Regions from separate parts of the Mus musculus genome. Here region 2 is linked to region 1. Evidence: chromatin contacts called from public Micro-C data. All regions are on one chromosome and are shown on one strand. The core of a region is the stretch at or near the end of the contact, and the rest is flanking DNA. Distances in the headings are between cores, read along the strand shown. Region 1 overlaps Gm35242 (a long non-coding RNA gene). Region 2 holds the start of Erfe (erythroferrone).

Region 1 (4,159 bases), core at 302-2,801:
AGATATTCTGTTTCCTAACTGATATTCTTTGTAGTGTGGAGAGCACATCACCTTCCTGGGAAGGGTAGGGCCTTCAGCAGCTTCACAGAGCCTTGGCTGTCATCCCTGTTCTTGTGTGCTCCCCTACCCAATCTCCCCTTGTGCCTCCCTCCCATCTAACACCATTAGGCTGTCCCCTCCTCTCCCTCCTCCAGTACTGGCTACCCATCCCCCATATCCTCTGCTAACATGCAGATGACCCAGGCAAAGGGCCTCTCACCCTTGCTTCTGCACCAGATCTGCCACCGTCCACCACACAGATCTCTGCCGTCTCTAGAAACAGGACCTCACTCAGACCAGCATCTCCATGTGCCCACAATCAGAGTCCAAACCTTCCTAGGCTTTTGGAGCAATGGGGTGGAAAAGGTTTTGGGAGAGAGGTGAAGCCCACAGCAAGGATGGGTAGCTGATGGAAACACAGCCTGTCTGCAAGAACAAGAGAACAGGAGGATTCTTACAGCCATGTTAGCTTCACATGCTGGCCTTAAAGGGGTGACTCATTCAAGGCCAATGGAACTGGGTGGCTGTTGAAAGGGACACTTAAACTACTACCCCAAGCCAGAGAGGACAGGCAACACTCCAGGACCCCACAGTAGTGACTTTATAATGGCTACTTTCTCTGTCCTTCTCCCACCCCAAGTCTGTCTGAGTGCTCCCCAGGGCCTCAGGGAGCTGGTGTGTCTCCTCCAGGCTTCCAGCAGTCTCTAGATGAACCATTACTGTCCCCAGGAAACTGGGCCAGGCAGCCAATGTGGGAGTAGGAATAGGGCCAGGCAGTCTGGCCCTGCAGCTGGCAAGGAGAGCAACCTTTACCAGGCTCTAGATTGTACTGGGTGCTCTTAGATCTAAAATGCAAGTGGGGCTTATCATATGGGAAAATTCTTCATAAATCTGCGCACATGTGCGCGCACGCACACAAACACACACATGTAATCGGACTGTGAGATGCCAGCTGCACACAGCTGGAGCGATATTCCCAAGACAGCAGATGCTGGGAACCTCTGAGGGCTCTCCCAGGATGGCCTTCCCTTCTGGACACCCCTCCTTTCTTTGCCTTATATTCAGAACCCCAAATTAGAGAGGAAGCCTTGTGTCAGCACCCAAGTCAGATGAGAAATGGCTCATGGAAGGAGCACCACATGACGTCCTGGAGTTACCCAGAAGAACAGCAAGTAAGGGACCTTAAAAGGACCCTCGCTACAGGCAGGCACCTCCATGTCCATTTGGTGCCCTGTGTGGAAGCCTTCTGGATCAGCGGGCCTGGAGTTCAATGATGATGGAGCTAGACAGACCTTAGAGCTGAGGAAGCTGCTCTGGGCAAGCAGGGACTATGGAAGCTTCTATGCCAGTCTGAGAACTGTGCGGGCATCCATCTGGGTGGGAGCTGGTGTATCCAGATGGTTTCCATTTTTCTGGGTAACCTTGGAAAACGTGAATCAGAAGGTGGCCACGCTGCCCACAGCTGCAGTGGGGGGCAGGGGGATACTGCCTGTGAGTCACAAGCTAGGCTCTCCAGAGCTGTTTTCCACATGTCCATCTAGGGGACAATTCTCTACTGGCAGTTCAATTTCTTCAGTCCCCTGTTTTCTTAGGACCAGGGTGAGTGATATGTTTGCTCTCAGTGAAATGACAACCTTGTGGCATCACCCCCAGCACACTTCTGGAACTGATGAGTCCAGCCTTGATGTCCTGGGCAAACCAGAGAATAGATTAATCCTTTCAGGGCACAGCACAGTCCCAGAAGGCACCACTTGACCCATCTCTCAGGAGAAAGCAAAGGTGAGGGCCTTCAATGTAGAAGTCCATTTTCAAACTCTCTAAGAAGACTCTCTGCTCCTGAACACTGCCCATTGCATTCCTGATCCTACTCTCCTAGTCCAGACTTAAAGAGACCCTAGCTTTCATACAGCCTGCATCTTTCTACCGTGGTGGCCACAGAGAAGTAGGCACAGCACCCCAGAATGAGGGGCTGAGTACCCCCCAGCACGGGGCAGTGCAGCCCAAGGTCCCTACAATCCAAATCAGGTTTCTCACAACTACTGGGATTCTGTGCTCTTCTAAGAGGGGAGGCATTGTCACTGCCTCCTGGGCCACTGTGATACCTGCTTTTGGCACAGTCCCACACTGTCATCACCCATCCTGTTAAAGTCCTAAGAAATGAGCAGTCTCCTTGACCACACTGACGCAGAGAAAACAGACCCAGGAAAGAAGAGATCTGTCTGCATGGGTCACCTAGTAAGCAACAGGGTCAGGACCCAGGACCAGGGGCCTCCGAGTCACAGGTCCTATGTAATCCCTGCCACTCTCTCCTTCCTCCAGCCCTCCTTGGCTAACTCTTCCCTGTAGCAACACTGACTGCCACTGTACCAGGTGAACACTGTCTCTAGAGCTCTGACTTCTTCCTGTTGTTTCTCTCTGAGAGCTCCTTCCTGGGACAACATTGCCTCAGCACCTCTGGGTTCTGCGTGGCTTCGAACACAAGGGAAGACAGTTTGTCCTGATTGCAGAGAGAAATGGCGTGCACTGCGGCAGGCCAGACAGATTCCTTCTATCATTTAGAGAGACAGCTGTCAAACACGGTCATTGTTGAAATGTAACCAGGCACACTTATAATTAAACGACTTATCAATAAAGACCGCAATTCCTCTGAGCTTAGCGCTTTTTGATTATTCCATTATCAATCACTCAGGTGTTGTATCCTGTGTGGAATGCTATCCTTTGGGCATGACAGAAATCACAGTTTTAGCCAAAATGCCTATGAATATTGGCACGAGAGCATCCATAAGCTCAGGCCTATTGGCATGCTCCCACAGAAGGAAAGCTTGGAGGTGGGGTCATCAGACCCTTCACAAGGGCGGACTTCTTGATGTTCCTTGTAGAAGGAGGTCTGGGGAGGTCACCAAGCTCTTACCTCAAACTCCAGCCAATCCCTCCCTCCCGCATCTGCCTCCTGGTTATATGTAATTGTACCTCTGCAAAACGTGGTCTTGGGAGACGCTAGGATAAAAAGGGATGGAAGGCTGGCTGGAAGGGGTAGATGGGAACGTCTCTAACTAGGTAGCTATGGGAAGTTATCATCCCTGCTGGGGTATCACTGGTCACTGCTGTAGTTATTTGGGAGTCTCCTATGCTGTAAATAACCCTCACCTAGTCTTTTGTCTGTAAGCTCAATAAACTTGTTGACTCACTGAGTTAGACTCCTATGGAGTTATCCTGCTGGTCCCCTATCGGAGGCAAGGAGGTGTGCATCCATGTCTCTTCAGAAATGCACACAGCAAATCTAAACGGTGACTTTCTCTGTAATGGTGTGGTGCCTGGGTGTCCCTTCTGAACTCAGTAGATCACACTCAGCCCCGGTAGAGGTTTTTGTGATGTGGAAATTGAAAGCATTCTGTAAGTCACCTGGTTTAGCTTTTGGTTTTCTGGTAGAGCTGCTATTAGATGTGATCAGTGCTCCAGGTCAGAAACACACTCAGCACCTTTTGTAGTCTAGGAACGCTTCCAACTCCTGTCGTGCCAGCAAGCATGAATGCAAAATCACCCCTAAGTCTAGAGACCCAGACTTTTGCGAAGCCTGAAAACTGTGGAAATTAGTCACCCCTCCTGACAACCTTGGGAAAACCCCATGTTCTCAAACAGCCCTTGGAGGAGCCCCATCCATATTCTGCAGTGGTACCAGGGACTCACACTCCCCTGGGGTGGCTGACTTGACCTGTATGGAGCTCACGAGAAAAAAAAGAAAGACCAGCCTACAGGTCGCCTTTTGACCTACTACTCCAGAGTGACTTTCGTATGCCTACCTGAGAAGTCCCCAGGAACAACTAGATGGTGGTGGTGAGACTCACCCAGTTCTTGGCAAACTTGGCAAAGGTGGGGAAGGCAGGACATTTCTTCTGCTGGAGCAGGGCTTTTAAGTGCAGGGAAAGAACAGCTGGGCCAAATCTCTAAGGGCTTGTTAAGCTGAGAACAGGAGAAGGAGGGTGCTTTCCAAAATACGGTCTACAGAAATGTTAAATAATAGGACTAGAATTTTTTGGGGGGGTTGGCTTTCTTGTATATTTAACAATGCTCTGCTCTGTATTCCCAGGTAGTGTTCAACAGCATGCTTAAGGAGACAACA
Region 2 (4,182 bases), core at 675-3,174, 710 kb after region 1:
GGGCTTTGAAACCTCAAGTCCACCCTACAAGGCAGCACCTCCTAATCCTTCTAATCCTTTCAAACAGTTCTATTCCCGATGACTAAGCATTCTAATATATGGGCCTATGGCAGCCATTGTTACTTAGACCACCACACCCTAGGAGCACTCAGAGCCCATAGGAGCACTCAAGGCCTACAGAGCTGCTGACTGCAAGACATGGTACCTGGGCCTGGATATGCCTTGGTTTGGGGACTCCTTGATTCTCCCAAGGTCTATCCCTCATTTTCCTCCTTTGTATGTTAGGGACAGTCACGTGATCCGAGTACTGATGGTCCATCCACGTTCAAGGCATACATAGCTAACGACACCACTGCTAGCTGCAGGTACTCTTGAGGCCGCACAGCCAGTCAGCCTCAGGCAGGCTCCCACTGTCTTTGAGTAAAGGGAAGATTTCATGCCCATGACCTCATCAGCCTACAGCCTTCCTTTGAAGAAAGAGGGACACGGAGAAAGCTTGGCTCATTGAACTGCCGGGAAGCTGGGTCAAGGCCATGACATGAGGTCCCAGGAATGAGGATTAGATTTCTGCCATGCAAGAAGGCACAGGGAGGTCACTCGCTGCTCTCCTGCCGGGCCCGACTCACTCAGAATGTTCACTCAGACCCAGGCACCACCACACTCAAGGGTCCCACTTCTGAATCAGAGATGCCACTCCTTTGAGGCTGTGGACCCTATGCTTAGCGCCCTGTGAGCTTTGCCATGCACTCCTGTCCTCCTGAGGACCTTGCTTTCAAACAGGACCCTGCAAACATGCGGGAACCTTTCCTGAATGGCTAGAGCTCTGGGGCTATGCGCCTGAACTGGACCGCGTCATTACCTTGAGCTAGGGTCCAGGAAGCCATGCCAGTACCAGAACTATTTGGATCTGGGCCCTCTGGAAGAACCCATGACATCACTAGGACAGTCCGTTGTTTGGGAAAATAACTACTTTCACATGGCAACAGATCTGGTTGTCAGCGCTCCAGCTGGGGCCCTCACTGTGAACAGAGCAGGGTCACTTGATATCTTAGGGTCATGCTTCCCAAATCAAGTCCCTTCTTTGGACTCCCTCTTCTAGCCTTTAAGGGCACCTGGACGCACACAATTTAAGATTAAAACAAATCAAGCAAGCAAGCAAACAAAGGAAAAAACAAAAAACAAAACAAAACAAAACAAAACAAAAAAAGAAACAAAGAAACCCAGGTGTGCTGCTTTATCTACAGCCAATGTAATGACAGCAGCTCAAGGCAGCTAGGCCTGCCTCTCTGGAGGAGAACCACCCAGAAAAGGCCTCCTCGCAGTTCATCCTTTAGGATTTGCCACATCTGTCCTGGTTGAATGCTCCGTGGTGGGCAGTGGGCAGCAGTCTGAGCTCCATCTGCCTGGCTTAGGACATCAGAGGGATCCGACCTTTCAGCCAGACTGGGTCAGTTCTCTGTAGCTGCTAGTAGCAGACTCCGTAGCTGGAGCCTGAGAGGTGCCAGCTGTGCAGATACATCCGGGGTGGGGAAGAGCAGGGAAACCTTAAAAGTGCTCCAGGTTCCCCAGCTTGAAAAGGAGGAGCCATAAGGGCTGCCATATTCTCAGGTACTCAACTTGTCATTAAGGCCTGGAACCATGAGAAAAGAAGAGACCCGGGGCGGGGGGAGGTCCTAAGAAGACGTGCAGAATGGTGCAGTGGGTGTCCTTAGAGAAAGGGGGGGGTGTCTTAGAAAGCCTCGGGTGCAGGGCTAGGAGAAGAGAAGCTAACCCTGGGCTACAGGCAGCAAAGTGGAGGCGTGCACGGACCGGATCGGGCGCCCGCCTCCTCAGGGTCCCCTGTGCCTGCAGAGCGTGCCCTAGCCGCGAGGGGGCGACGGCAGCGAGGGCGGCGCGCGCGAGGCGGGGGATTCAAGCGCGTTATAAGGCGCCGACCTGACCAGCCGTGCTCTTTACTGCCGCCGCCGCCGCCAGCATGGCCTCGACCCGCCGCCCCGTCGGAGCTCGCACGCTGCTCGCCTGCGCCAGCCTACTCGCCGCCATGGGCCTCGGTGTCCCTGAGTCCGCGGAGCCCGTGGGGACTCATGCACGCCCGCAGCCGCCCGGGGCCGAGCTGCCCGCCCCGCCAGCCAACAGCCCGCCGGTAAGACGCAGCCGCGCCCCACATCTTCCTGTCCCGGGGGGCCCTAAGACGGTGGGGAAGGTGGCACCCCTTGCTGCGCAGTGTCCAACACTGGGGATACGTCGCTCTCAGGGGCTCTGTGAGACCCAGGGTTGGGTGGATGCGTCCTCTGTACCGTGGCTTTGGCGGCAGAACTCCACTAGGCCAGTAGGAGAGATTGGGAAAGGTGTGAAATGCAGTTAACTTGCTCCTCGTGAAACTGGAAGACTGGTGAGAGAGCGGGGCTCCCAGATCTAGTTCCTTTTTGTTAGGTGACTGCGTCTGGGAAAGGAGTGATGTAACCAGGCTCTGCCTGCGATCCCTCCCAAGATCTCCACCTGAACTGCTGGGGTGGAGACGCAGGCTGGGGAGGGTGTGGCTAGAGGCCTGGGGAGGGTGGATTGGTAGCCTTCATTGGAGCTGGTCAGTCCTGTTGGTGAGAGTTCAGGGAAGAATTTCAGGGTCTAGTTGATCGCTCATGCTGTGGGCCAGGCACAAGGAAACCCCAGGCCAGCGCGCTCTTCAGTTCTCAGCACCCCAGGGGCCAACAAAACATCCACTAAGACAGCTGGAGATGGTTACAATACCTCCCTCTGCAAGGCATCCCTGGGTCCTTCCACCATCCCATTTCTGCCTCCTTTGGTGGGAGTAAACATGTCCTTGTTGTCTGAAGCCTCCCCCTGACCCCCAGCCATCAGCCTTCAAAACTTTCATGAGGTCCAGACATAGTCACCAGGAAGTGGGGAGTAGGCTGGACCTTCCCAGTGGAATGTTGGCCTTGAACCCTCTTTGGGAGGGGCAAGGTGTCACCAGTTCCCTGATAGCTGGAACCCAGCTCCCACTCCAACTCCTGGGGCCCCTGACCAACATGGCTCCATGTATTTTCGGTGCTGCCCTCAAGTTGACAGTGGTGCGAGTCTGTACACAGGCCACCGGTCCCCTGGAAGGGTCAGTACACCTGTTCTGACCTATAATGGAAGCACTGCACTGTGAGTGTCCACTGAGGGCATCAGACAGCAAGAAGCATAGAAGCCTCCATCATCCTGACACAGCAGCCTGGCCTGTGACCCACAAGACCCCGGTTTGGGTAGTTTTGAGATCCTGGGTCTTTCTGTCAGACACTGGAGTCTGTGCCCTTGACTTCTTCTAAGGCCTCTTGAATGGTTCATTCCTTTCCTAGCTGGTAGCCCTACATGGAACCCAGACCATTAGAGGCCTATTAACTGTCCTATTTGCCAAAGGCCTCTGCCAGGAAACAAGGCCACTCTCAGAGCTTGAATCCTTGGGCCAGTGTTTTAGAAAGCTGAGAAAAGTAAAGGCCTAGCTAGAGTCATGACATCCGGCTCCTCTGCCCCACTGCTCCCCATGCCCTGTGACCACAGTGGCCCTGAGGCTGGTCTCCCTGACACTTCTGACTGTGGGGAGGGACAAAATGACCTGTTGTCACCCAGTATTCATATATTCATAGTCACCTCCTAAGCAACTGTGGGTTCCAGTGACTGTCAAAGGACGGTGACACTCAAGGAAAAGCAAGAAGATACATCCCAGAGCACCTGCTTTGGAGCCCCACTCCTACCTTCCTGCAGCCTGGGCTCCCTCCTCCATGGGCTGGGGATGGGTCGGACACTACCTCTGAAAACACAAGTGACAAGGGCAAGATGCTACCAAGCAAACCTACTGTGGCCATCTGTGTTCCAGGAACCCACCATTGCGCATGCACACAGTGTGGATCCCCGGGATGCTTGGATGCTGTTCGTCAAGCAGAGTGACAAGGGGATCAACAGTAAGAGGAGGAGCAAAGCCAGGAGGCTGAAGGTGAGCAGCTTGGGCCCACCACCTCCCCGAGCCCCTAGTACCCTTTCCAACAGCAGAAGCCATGGAAAGAAACAAGGATCAAGTATGAAGCTGGCGTCCAGCAAGTCAGGAGTTAGGAGCCCTCAGGATGCCAGGTCCTCCCCAGATTTCCCTTCATGGCCAGAGGGAGAAGCTCACCCAACATATGCTAAGGAGTTGGGTTGGCT

The links. Hi-C and Micro-C count contacts between places; a contact is called where the count stands out from the background.
Region 2: a Micro-C map of embryonic fibroblasts shows a contact between it and region 1, with 4 times the contacts expected there. The contact joins the promoter of Erfe here to the enhancer-like site in region 1. A contact is called at or near these places in 2 of 39 promoter capture datasets (frontonasal cranial neural crest and hippocampal neurons), 2 of 484 Hi-C or Micro-C datasets (cerebellum and embryonic fibroblasts) and 1 of 115 datasets of contacts at active chromatin or transcription factors (astrocytes).

Annotation. Positions count from the first base shown.
Region 1 is chr1:90,651,265-90,655,423 of GRCm38.p6, forward strand. Gm35242 (a long non-coding RNA gene) reads left to right here. Exons shown (of 3, transcript XR_387261.3): 3 at 1,105-2,677. Among named protein-coding and RNA genes, the nearest start is that of Gm35242, 4.3 kb to the left of the region's middle. Within about 2 kb of position 1,552, at least 19 of the 459 cell types and tissues checked have an H3K27ac peak or open chromatin away from gene starts, as enhancers often do. A contact at or near this core is called in embryonic fibroblasts, where this site is marked.
Region 2 is chr1:91,364,506-91,368,687 of GRCm38.p6, forward strand. It overlaps Erfe (erythroferrone), which reads left to right and starts at 1,925. Exons shown (of 8, transcript NM_173395.2): 1 at 1,925-2,143; 2 at 3,860-3,976. The coding sequence starts at 1,976.